Regions from separate parts of the Triticum aestivum genome. Here region 1 is linked to region 2. The links are chromatin contacts, called in public Hi-C maps. All regions are on one chromosome and are shown on one strand. The core of a region is the stretch at or near the end of the contact, and the rest is flanking DNA. Distances in the headings are between cores, read along the strand shown.

Evidence for each region. A called contact is a pair of places that touch in the nucleus more often than the background predicts.
Region 1: a contact with region 2 is called in a Hi-C map of an unstated tissue, with 8 times the contacts expected there. The contact joins the promoter of LOC123061543 here to the promoter of LOC123061541 in region 2. A contact is called at or near these places in 2 of 5 Hi-C or Micro-C datasets (leaf and an unstated tissue).

Annotation. Positions count from the first base shown.
Region 1 is chr3A:437,328,517-437,332,949 of IWGSC CS RefSeq v2.1, reverse strand. It overlaps LOC123061543 (mitogen-activated protein kinase 10), which reads right to left and starts at 1,296. Exons shown (of 10, transcript XM_044484681.1): 1 at 862-1,296. The coding sequence starts at 885.
Region 2 is chr3A:436,983,041-436,987,593 of IWGSC CS RefSeq v2.1, reverse strand. It overlaps LOC123061541 (pentatricopeptide repeat-containing protein At5g12100, mitochondrial), which reads right to left and starts at 1,683. Exons shown (of 7, transcript XM_044484679.1): 1 at 1-1,683. The coding sequence starts at 1,512.

The DNA.
Region 1 (4,433 bases), core at 47-2,546, 350 kb before region 2:
TGATGGCATATCTCCAGATACTTTTAATGGACGACATGTAAAATAACTAATCATTGGGAAGCTACAACCAGTATTAAGGAATAGATGCCAAATTCAACTGTTGTGCAGGTAGATCAAAGAAATTTTCTTGAGGAGAAAGATCTTGAAGCGTTGGTTGCGAAACTGAAATCGTGACACGCACCACTTGTGAGTCAAGTGCTCGTGCACAGATCGGGGAGAAGAGAACCCCACAAGAAAAGCCAACAGCTTTGCCCACCGACAAGGAAAAGCAACGGCCACAATGTGTTTGCGCGGGCAGCCTCTCGAGGTCACAGAACGCGGTCAACTTTTGCATGTGAATTGCGAACTGTTATAGTAAAGGAGCGCCAAATTACACCTTTTTTCCCAAATATAGAAGCAAGACTGCCGCATAACTCAATGCGATGCGACGGGAGTGCGGAAAATGCATGGGACAAGAAGATGAAAGCGAGAAGGACCGACATGATCATATTAGAGATTCAGGTTACAGAGGGAAAAGATCGTGGACGGCTAACGAAAATACTGCCAAAAAATACCTACCCTTGTGGGAATAAAAATAAATTCAAACATCCGGATTGACACGGCACTGAAATGAGAATAGTGATACGGCGGCGGAACGTCAAATCTATGGGAGTGATGCCCAGAACAGAAACAAGAAACAGTGCCGAACAGAAAGGGAAAACGAAGGCTTGAACGGACAGAGACCCCAAACAAGGCAAAGCATTGCCTCGAAATAATAAAAAAAAAAACAAGGCAAAGGAGCAGCTGAGCTGCATCAACCAGCTCGACTGGAGCGGAATTCACGCACGCAAAAATGCTAGGGATCTCTGGGAAGGAGCCCACCTTCTTGCGCTGATCCTGCTGCATCTCGCCGCTCACCGGATCTCGCCCGGAATCTCCTCGGTTCCCCTGTGCCGTACGGGCGGCAACGACAACAACAACACCAAGCCCACCTCCGAATCACCACGGTCAGACACACGGCATTTGCTGGCGCCGGGCCGGGCCGGCGAGGCCGAAAAGCGCACACGCCGCAGGGCGCCGGCGGGCGGATCGTGAGACGGGACGAGGCGACGAAGGGAGGGCGGGAAACTGGGGGGGAGACCCTAACCCTAGCGACGGGGCGCCGGGGCAGGGCTAGGGCTCCCTCTCTCTCTCTCTCCTGTTCCTCCTCTCCTGGTCTGCGCTCGCGCTCCGGGAGGGGAATAAGAGAGAGAGAGGAGGAGGACGGGTGGAGAGGAGAGGAGAGGAGGCAGGCAGTGTGTCTGGCTTGTTTTTGTTGCCATGAAATGAAATGAGAGGAATCCTGCTTTGATTTCCGTGCGCGGGCGGACGAGATTGCCCCTCCCCGGTTGGCCGCCTGTCGTGGGTCGCGTGGCCTGGGGTTGGTTGGAACCCATTTCATTTCTCGCTTCAGGTTTGCTCCTCCTTCCTTCGCCTCGTCTGACCCATTTTTATCTAATGCTGATGCGCCCTGCTGCTTGCATACGGTGGATTTACCGGTGGGCCGTCGGTGACGACGAGAAAATGGAGGTGGCTTTCCAAATGTCAAATCCCTTTTGGTATCTTCTCATAATCAGTGGTAGTTTATGCTCGGGTCCTTGGCCATTTGTTATGGTTCCAAAAATCTATTTTTTGGACTAGTTTGTATTCTCACTCCGATGAGCCAGTGTTATTATCCGTTTGCTGTGTTTTAGGATGCGATATCATGGTATTTATTGCGTACTACTATATATATAATCCCTCCTATTTAGAAGAAAAGGGCATTAAACATTTCTCTCGTGGATAACCATGGAGCTCGCCATACTTAGCGGTTAATTACTCTCCTCCAATTCATAGGTTGTGGTCTCACTGGGAAAGTAACATGCGAACGGTTTTCTAGGATCGGGGAAGGAGAAACGGACTCGACGCACCCCTCTTTGCTAGAACTCACATGAAAGGGCTGCATACACACCGATAATTCAATCAAAATAAGTAAAATTCATTCTAATTTAGAGACGGTATCTTTGAAACACAAAGTTGAAAGTGACACTAGATTATTGTCATGTTTCACCAAACACTAAGAAAATTACTCCCTCTATTTACTTATGTAAGATGTTTAAGTCTGTTCAGACAGTGCTCTAAACAGTTCAAAACCAGTTGTTTAAATTACCTTATAAAAACGAACGAAGGGAGTACGATACATACATCACTTCCATAGTCGCCGGTGAGCAACTTTGCAAATAATATTTGTACGCATAGTTTAGCAAATGATTATAAAATGGTGTGATATAATTATAAACCTTACAAAATCTACGGTTGCTTCCTTTCTTCTAGTACCACGCCTTTCTTTCTCCCTTTTGATTTTGGTTCTTAGCTTGCGCCTCACTTTCGAGGCCCCGTTGGCCTCCATCCGGCTAAACAACGTGGTGGACAACCAATGTGTTGCCCTCCTTTTTTTTCTTCCCCTTTTCAGGAACGCCAACCAACGTGTTGCCCTTGTTCCTGTGATATGCGTATCTTGGCTATGGCTAGACTAAACCTAGCAATGCACGTATCTGACCGTGACATTAGCACTTAAGCCACAGGTTAGTGGAGCTTAATAATTTGCTGGTGCCTGAGGATTAGGTGGCGGGCATTTGTTTTGGAATTGAAGTTTCAACTAATTAGTGTGCCCTTTAAGTTGCATCCTCAATGGTGATGCTTTTCTATAAATAAATAAAATGTTCCACTGTACGACTTAGTTCAGGGAAAGAATAGTTTGCTACTGCCATTTCAAAATATGAGCGTTCCCTTGAGATTGATTAAGTTAATTCTGATGTGGCTTATTTGTAAGCACCACCGGGAGCTTTCATATTCAGCATCAGCTACCAGACTACAATCAAAAGGAAGAGAGGACCGCTAGATGTTAGACTAGCTCTAGAAGCAAAGGGGGCGTTAAATGCTAGGGAATATATTACATATGTGTTTGGTTGTGTGAATAAGTTAAACTCCGGCTTTGGCCCGCTTTATCTTTCGAAGTAGGCTCACACACCATTTTATAGATAAAATTGCATGATCAAACATTACAAGTTTTTGAGGAAACTCTCTTAACTGGTCAAATAATAATTAGACAAAACACGAAAAGCAACAACACCAATACACAAAAAATGCACCAGAGGGCGCCGCTAGCTTGCCGCCAAGCAAGAGCACATGAGCAGCATGAATGCAAAATAAGGTGCAGCCGAGGGAACCGAACGCAAATAAATTGTGGCTCCTAGAAGAAACCGCCACACTCCATCACCACCTTCCCAATGAACTGCCGTGGAAAGGGCCTTCCGCCCTCTCAGTTCGTATCAAGGACCACCGATCTTGCCAGCGAGCAGAGGGTACCAAGAGCCCAGACCATAGGGCCACATGTATATGAGAGGAACAAACAAGGCTGCCAAAAAGATGGAGCCCGAGATGCATGGTGTCACAGTCCATGCTAGCCCGACGAGTGTACCGCACTGCCATTCGGAGATTATATACTCCCCCAGTGAGCCCCCCCTCCCCCTGAGCGTAACGACGACACTCGCCACCATCATGACGTTCGTCACCACATGCATGAGTTTTCATTGGGAGCATGGACATGGGGAGGGAGGTTTGCCTTAGCAGTGCCCGGGAGGGACGCGACACCCGCATGCATCATCCATGGAGCAAGGAACATTCACTTGGTTCTCCCACACACCTCGTGAAATGATCCTAGCCACCGATCCCGCCTCGAGGGGCACCACGACAGGATCTAGGCCTACACATCTGTATTAGGGTCCAGCCACCGCTAGCGGCAGCAACTTCCTCACGACCAGACACTATTGATTTCTTCATCATCTACACGGCCAAGGAAAAGAACCAACACTGTGATAGGTCTCAAATATATTGATATTTTTTCTATGATTCATGCTATATTGGTATCAATTATAAACACTTTGGGCATATTTTTTTATCGGATTTGGACTAATATATTAATCTAGTGCCCAGTGTGAGTTTCTATTTTCTAGTGTTCTGTATTTGTAGGAAAATACCCTAAAATATGTCCCCAAAAATCTAGAAAAAATAGTTTCAGGATATTTAAGACGAGAAGGATCCCTAGAGACCTTGACCCACACCTGGTGAGCCCCATAGCCCCTAGGCGCCATAGGGTAGACTGTGATGGATATGGAGATTTTTCGGCATAGCACTTTTATCCCACCAAGCTTGGCAGATGCTAAAAGAGCCTCTCTCACTTAGCGCCGGGAATTCTAAAGATGGTATATTTCCCGGAGGTCAGCCACGACAACGAGATCAATGATGCACATCAATATCCAGGCTAAAAATATTCATGCGCCGACAACCACGACAATGAGACCAGTGATACAGCGGCTAGATCGCTGGTTTACTCCACGCCAAACATGACCAAATTCAACGTTGACGCGGCAGCA
Region 2 (4,553 bases), core at 434-2,933:
TAAAACATCTTTATGGAACATATCATCCAAAATAGCTACTGCTTCCGGGATTTTCCCATTCTTGCAAAAGGTATTGACAATTGAACCATAGGAGACCACATTTGGCTTTAGCCCCTTCTCTCGCATATCAGAAAGTAGAACGAAACATTTTTCAAGCTGCCCATCCCTTCCATATGCATCAATAAGCGTATTGAAAGTTTCCACACTAGGACTCACTCCATTCTTCTCCATCTCTGTGACCAAAGCATGTGCTTCTGTGATCCTTTCAGCCTTACCCAAACCGTTTATTAGTGCATTATAGGTGATGTGATCTGGACTAACAAGGCGTGATTTCATCTGCTGAAAGGTTGAGAAGGCCCCTTCAAGCTCTCCAATCTGACAATACCCATTGATAAGAGTGTTGTAGATAACCCTTGTTGGGAGTTGTCCTGCATTTACAAACGTCTGCAGTACCTCTTCTGCCTTTGAAATTTTGCCATCGTTGCAAAGACCATTCAGCAAAATACTAAAAGTATAAGCCCCAATCTTCACACCCTTCTTCACAGACTCCTCAAACAAGGAAAGCATTGCCTGCGAGTCTCCAACTCTGGAATAACCATCGAACAGAATGCTATATGTGAAACAGTCCGGAACCATCTTTCGTGACATCATTTCATGCAACACTGTGGCCGTCTCGCCTATCCTGCCAGCACGGCACAGCCCTGACAACAGCACATTGTAAGTGATCATATTCGGCTTCAGGCCATGATGCAACATCTGATCCCGCAGCCTAAAACCAGCCTCCAAGTCCCCTATCTTGATGTGTCCATCAATCATCGTATTGTACGTGATATGACTTGGCAACACAGCCCTCTCTCCCATTTCATCAAACACCTCAACAGCGTCACTACCCCTTCCTGCTCTCCACAGTCCAGCGATGACCACATTGTATGAGAAGGCGTTGGGCGCTGGGGCGCCGTGGCCTTCACAATCCATCCGACGAAGCATCCGGACAGCCTCGTCGACATCACCTGCCACGACGCACGCCTGGATGGCCTTGTTCCATGTGAAGGTGTCGGGGCGTGCCCCGGCGGCATTTAGGAGGTCGAACGCCCGGCGCACGTCGGCGTGGCGGCCGAGGGAGAGGAGGGACTCAAGGAGGAGGTTGCAGGAGGATAGGGACGGCAGAGTTGCGCGGGCGTCGGCGAGGAGGGAAAGTAGCCGGAGTGCGCCGTCGGGGAGGCCAAGCCGAGCGGAGGCAACGACGAGCGCGGAGGCGGCGTCGGAGAGGAAGGATGGGGGATGCGGGTCGAATAGGGAGGCGGCAGCGGTGGAGACAAGGGCGTGATAGAGGTCGGGGACGGAGGTGGCTGGTGGCTGGGAGGAGAGGAGGAGTGATTTCGCCAGGTCGACGGAGGCGTAGAAGCGGCCAGCGGCGAGGAGGGTGGCGAGCTCGCGGATGAAACCTGCGCCAGCTGCGGGAGTGGTGGAGGAAGAGGAGCAGAGGAAGCGGCGCAGGAGGAAGCGAGACATTTCTTCTCCGTCTGTGAGGCACTCTCTGGTTCTCCCTCTTCGATCTATGGCGATTACAGACTTGATTCGAGTACAACTTGGGGAAGGGGAAGAAGAGGATCGCGAGCGCAGCTCGATACAGAGGAACACACACGCCTGCCGCCGCCGATGCCCGATCCCTTAGCCGGGATGCCCTCACCTACGGGTTCATTTGGGCTGAACATGTAGGAGACCCATTGGGCCCAGTGAACTTGTGGCATGTAGGAGACCCATTGGCCCCAGTGAACTTGTGGCATGTAGGAGACCCATTGGGCCCAGTGAACATCCTCTCTCTCTCTCGGGCCAGCCTGGTGTAGCTCTTCCTTCTGTCTGCCCTTGTATAGTGTGGTCGCCAACACCTTCTTTTTCTTCACACACGACTTGTTCCCAAGTCGCAGTAGTAGGGAAGCGACGCGAAGATCTTCAAGGACCTCCCAGGTATCCAGTGTAGCTTGGTTGTCTTGCCAGCGAATCAGGCCTTGCTCCCACATCTTGTTCAAGCCGCGGCACGAGTGTTTGTCCAATATCTCCACAGGAACATTCACAACATTAGAAAGTGATGGAAGAGATTAGGATGCGCTCGCACCTGGGGGCAAAGCCTTGCGAAGTTGCGACACATGGAGGACTAGAAAGATCGAGCATCCTTCTGGTAGCTCCAGCTCATACGTCACCTCGTTCACCCGTCGGACCACCGGATACGGTCCAAAGAACTTGAAGCTGAGCTTGTGGTTGGCTGGGAGCGCAAACAATGTCTAAATGTATGGTTGTAACCTGAGGAAGACCTGGTCGCCAACCTGAAATTCCTGGTGGGGTCGCTTCTTATTGGCCCGACTTTTCATAATCTGTTTTGCGCAGAGCAAATGTTGCCTTAAGAGGTCTTGCATTTCTTGACGCTCCTCCAGCCATTTGTTTAGCTCTGGAACCGGTGTTGCTTGGTCAGGAAGCAGTCACAGGTGTCGTGGTTCTTGGTCGTAAACCACCGAGAACGGTGCTTTGTTGAGGGTAGAATGGTATGTCGAGTTGTACCAGAATTCAGCCAAAGCTAACCATCTGCTCCAGTTGGCGGGGGTGTTGTGCACAAAGCGGGGCAAGTAGGTTTCGAGACATTGGACACGCTCCGTTTGGCCATTGGTTTGCGGATGGTGGGATGAAATCATCTTCAATTCCATGCCTTGCAACTTGAAGATCTCTTGCCAAACCTTATTGGTAAAAACTGCATCTCTGTCGAAAATGATAGCTTCAGGACAGGCCGTGGAGTTTGTAGACTTGATCAATGTATAACTAGGCTATAACTTGCGATGTGTACGGGTGCTTAACTGGAATGAAGTGGGCGTATTTAGAGAAAACGCAGTTATACTGCCTGGACGGGGGCAATCCCCCGATGAAATCCATGGACACCAAGTCCCAGCAACGCTTGGCGACCGACAAAGGATGGAGGAGTCCTGAATATTATGCATGATCTGGCTTGGCTTGTTGACATATTTGGCAGGTCTGAACATGCTCTTTGATGTGCTGCTTCATCCCAGGCCACGCGAAAAGATGCTTGATTCTTCTGTATGTGGTCGGGAAGCCTAAGTGGCCACCTACGGTGCTATCATGCAAGGCATGCATGATTTGGTGTTGGAGATGCGTGTTGTTGCCCAGCCAGACCCGACCTTTCAAACGGGTAATGCCCTTGTGCAAGGTGAATTTGCCCCCAGCCACTAGTGCTACGGCAAGTTGGGTGATCAGTTGTTGTGTCTTCGGGTCTTAGTCATAACCTTTAACGATCTCTTGTAACCACGCGGATTGACACACAGAGATGGCGTGGAGATGTTTAGAGGCAGTCACTAGGCGCCGAGAGAGAGGATCTACGGCGCAGTTACCAGACCCTTTTGTGATAGCAGATGTGGTACTGTAGTCCCAAGAGTTTGGTGAAGGCTTTCTACTGCCAGGAGGTGTGGAGGCGATGTTCATCCAAATGCACTAAGCTGCGTTTGTCAGTTTGATCACAAACTCGCTAAACTAAAGGTATGGCCGCCACTGCTCAATAGCTAGAAAAATTGCCAGGTATTCTTTTTCGTAGGTGGACAGTTCTTTTGTGCGGGGGCCCAACGCTTTGCTGATGTAAGGAATGGGATGACCTTCCTGTTGAACCATAGCGTTGAATCCATATTTACAAGCATCCATCTCAATTACAAATGGCTTGGTGAAATCCGGCAGAGCCAGTGTAGGAGCCGTAACTAGGGCATACTTGAGTGCTTCAAAAGCAGATTGGGTGGTTGTTGTCCATTGGAAGGGTGTGTTCTTGCGTAGCAGAGTAGTCAGGGGTCGAGAGAGCATGCCAAATTGTCTAACAAAACGTCGGTAGCAGCCTGGCAGGCTGAGGAATGCCCTGACATCCTTGACACACGCTGGTACTGGTCAATCAGCCACTTGTTGTATCTTGCTGTTGTCAGTGCAGCCCCCCTGTGCAGAAATAGTGTGGCCTAGGTACTTGATTTCTTACTGAGCGAACACACATTTTGACCACTTCACATACCATTGATCTTTCTGTAGGAGGGACAGGACCTGCCATAAGTGTTGGGTGTGGAGAGCCATCATTCAACTCAAAACAAGAATGATGTCGAAAAACAACATTGCACACACCCGTAGTACTGGTCGTAGAGTGACTTGGATGGTGCCCAAGAATGTTGTTGGTGCTCCTCCCAGGCCAAAGGGAACCACCTTGAATTCAAAATGGCCGGAGTGAGTTTGAAATGCCGTTTTAAATTCTTCTCCTTCCGCCAGACAAATCTGATGGTATCCTAATCATAGATCGAGAGTAGAAAACCAGCGAGCTCTAGCTAGTTCATCCAGTATATCCTCTATCACTGGGACTGGGTATTTGTTGATAATGGTCATGGCATTGAGGCATCGGTAATCAATACATATGCGCCAGGTACTATCTTTCTTCTTCACAAGAATATGATGACCCACAAGTATAGGGGATCAATTGTAGCTCTTTTCGATAAGTAAGAGTGTCGAACCCAACGAGGAGCAGA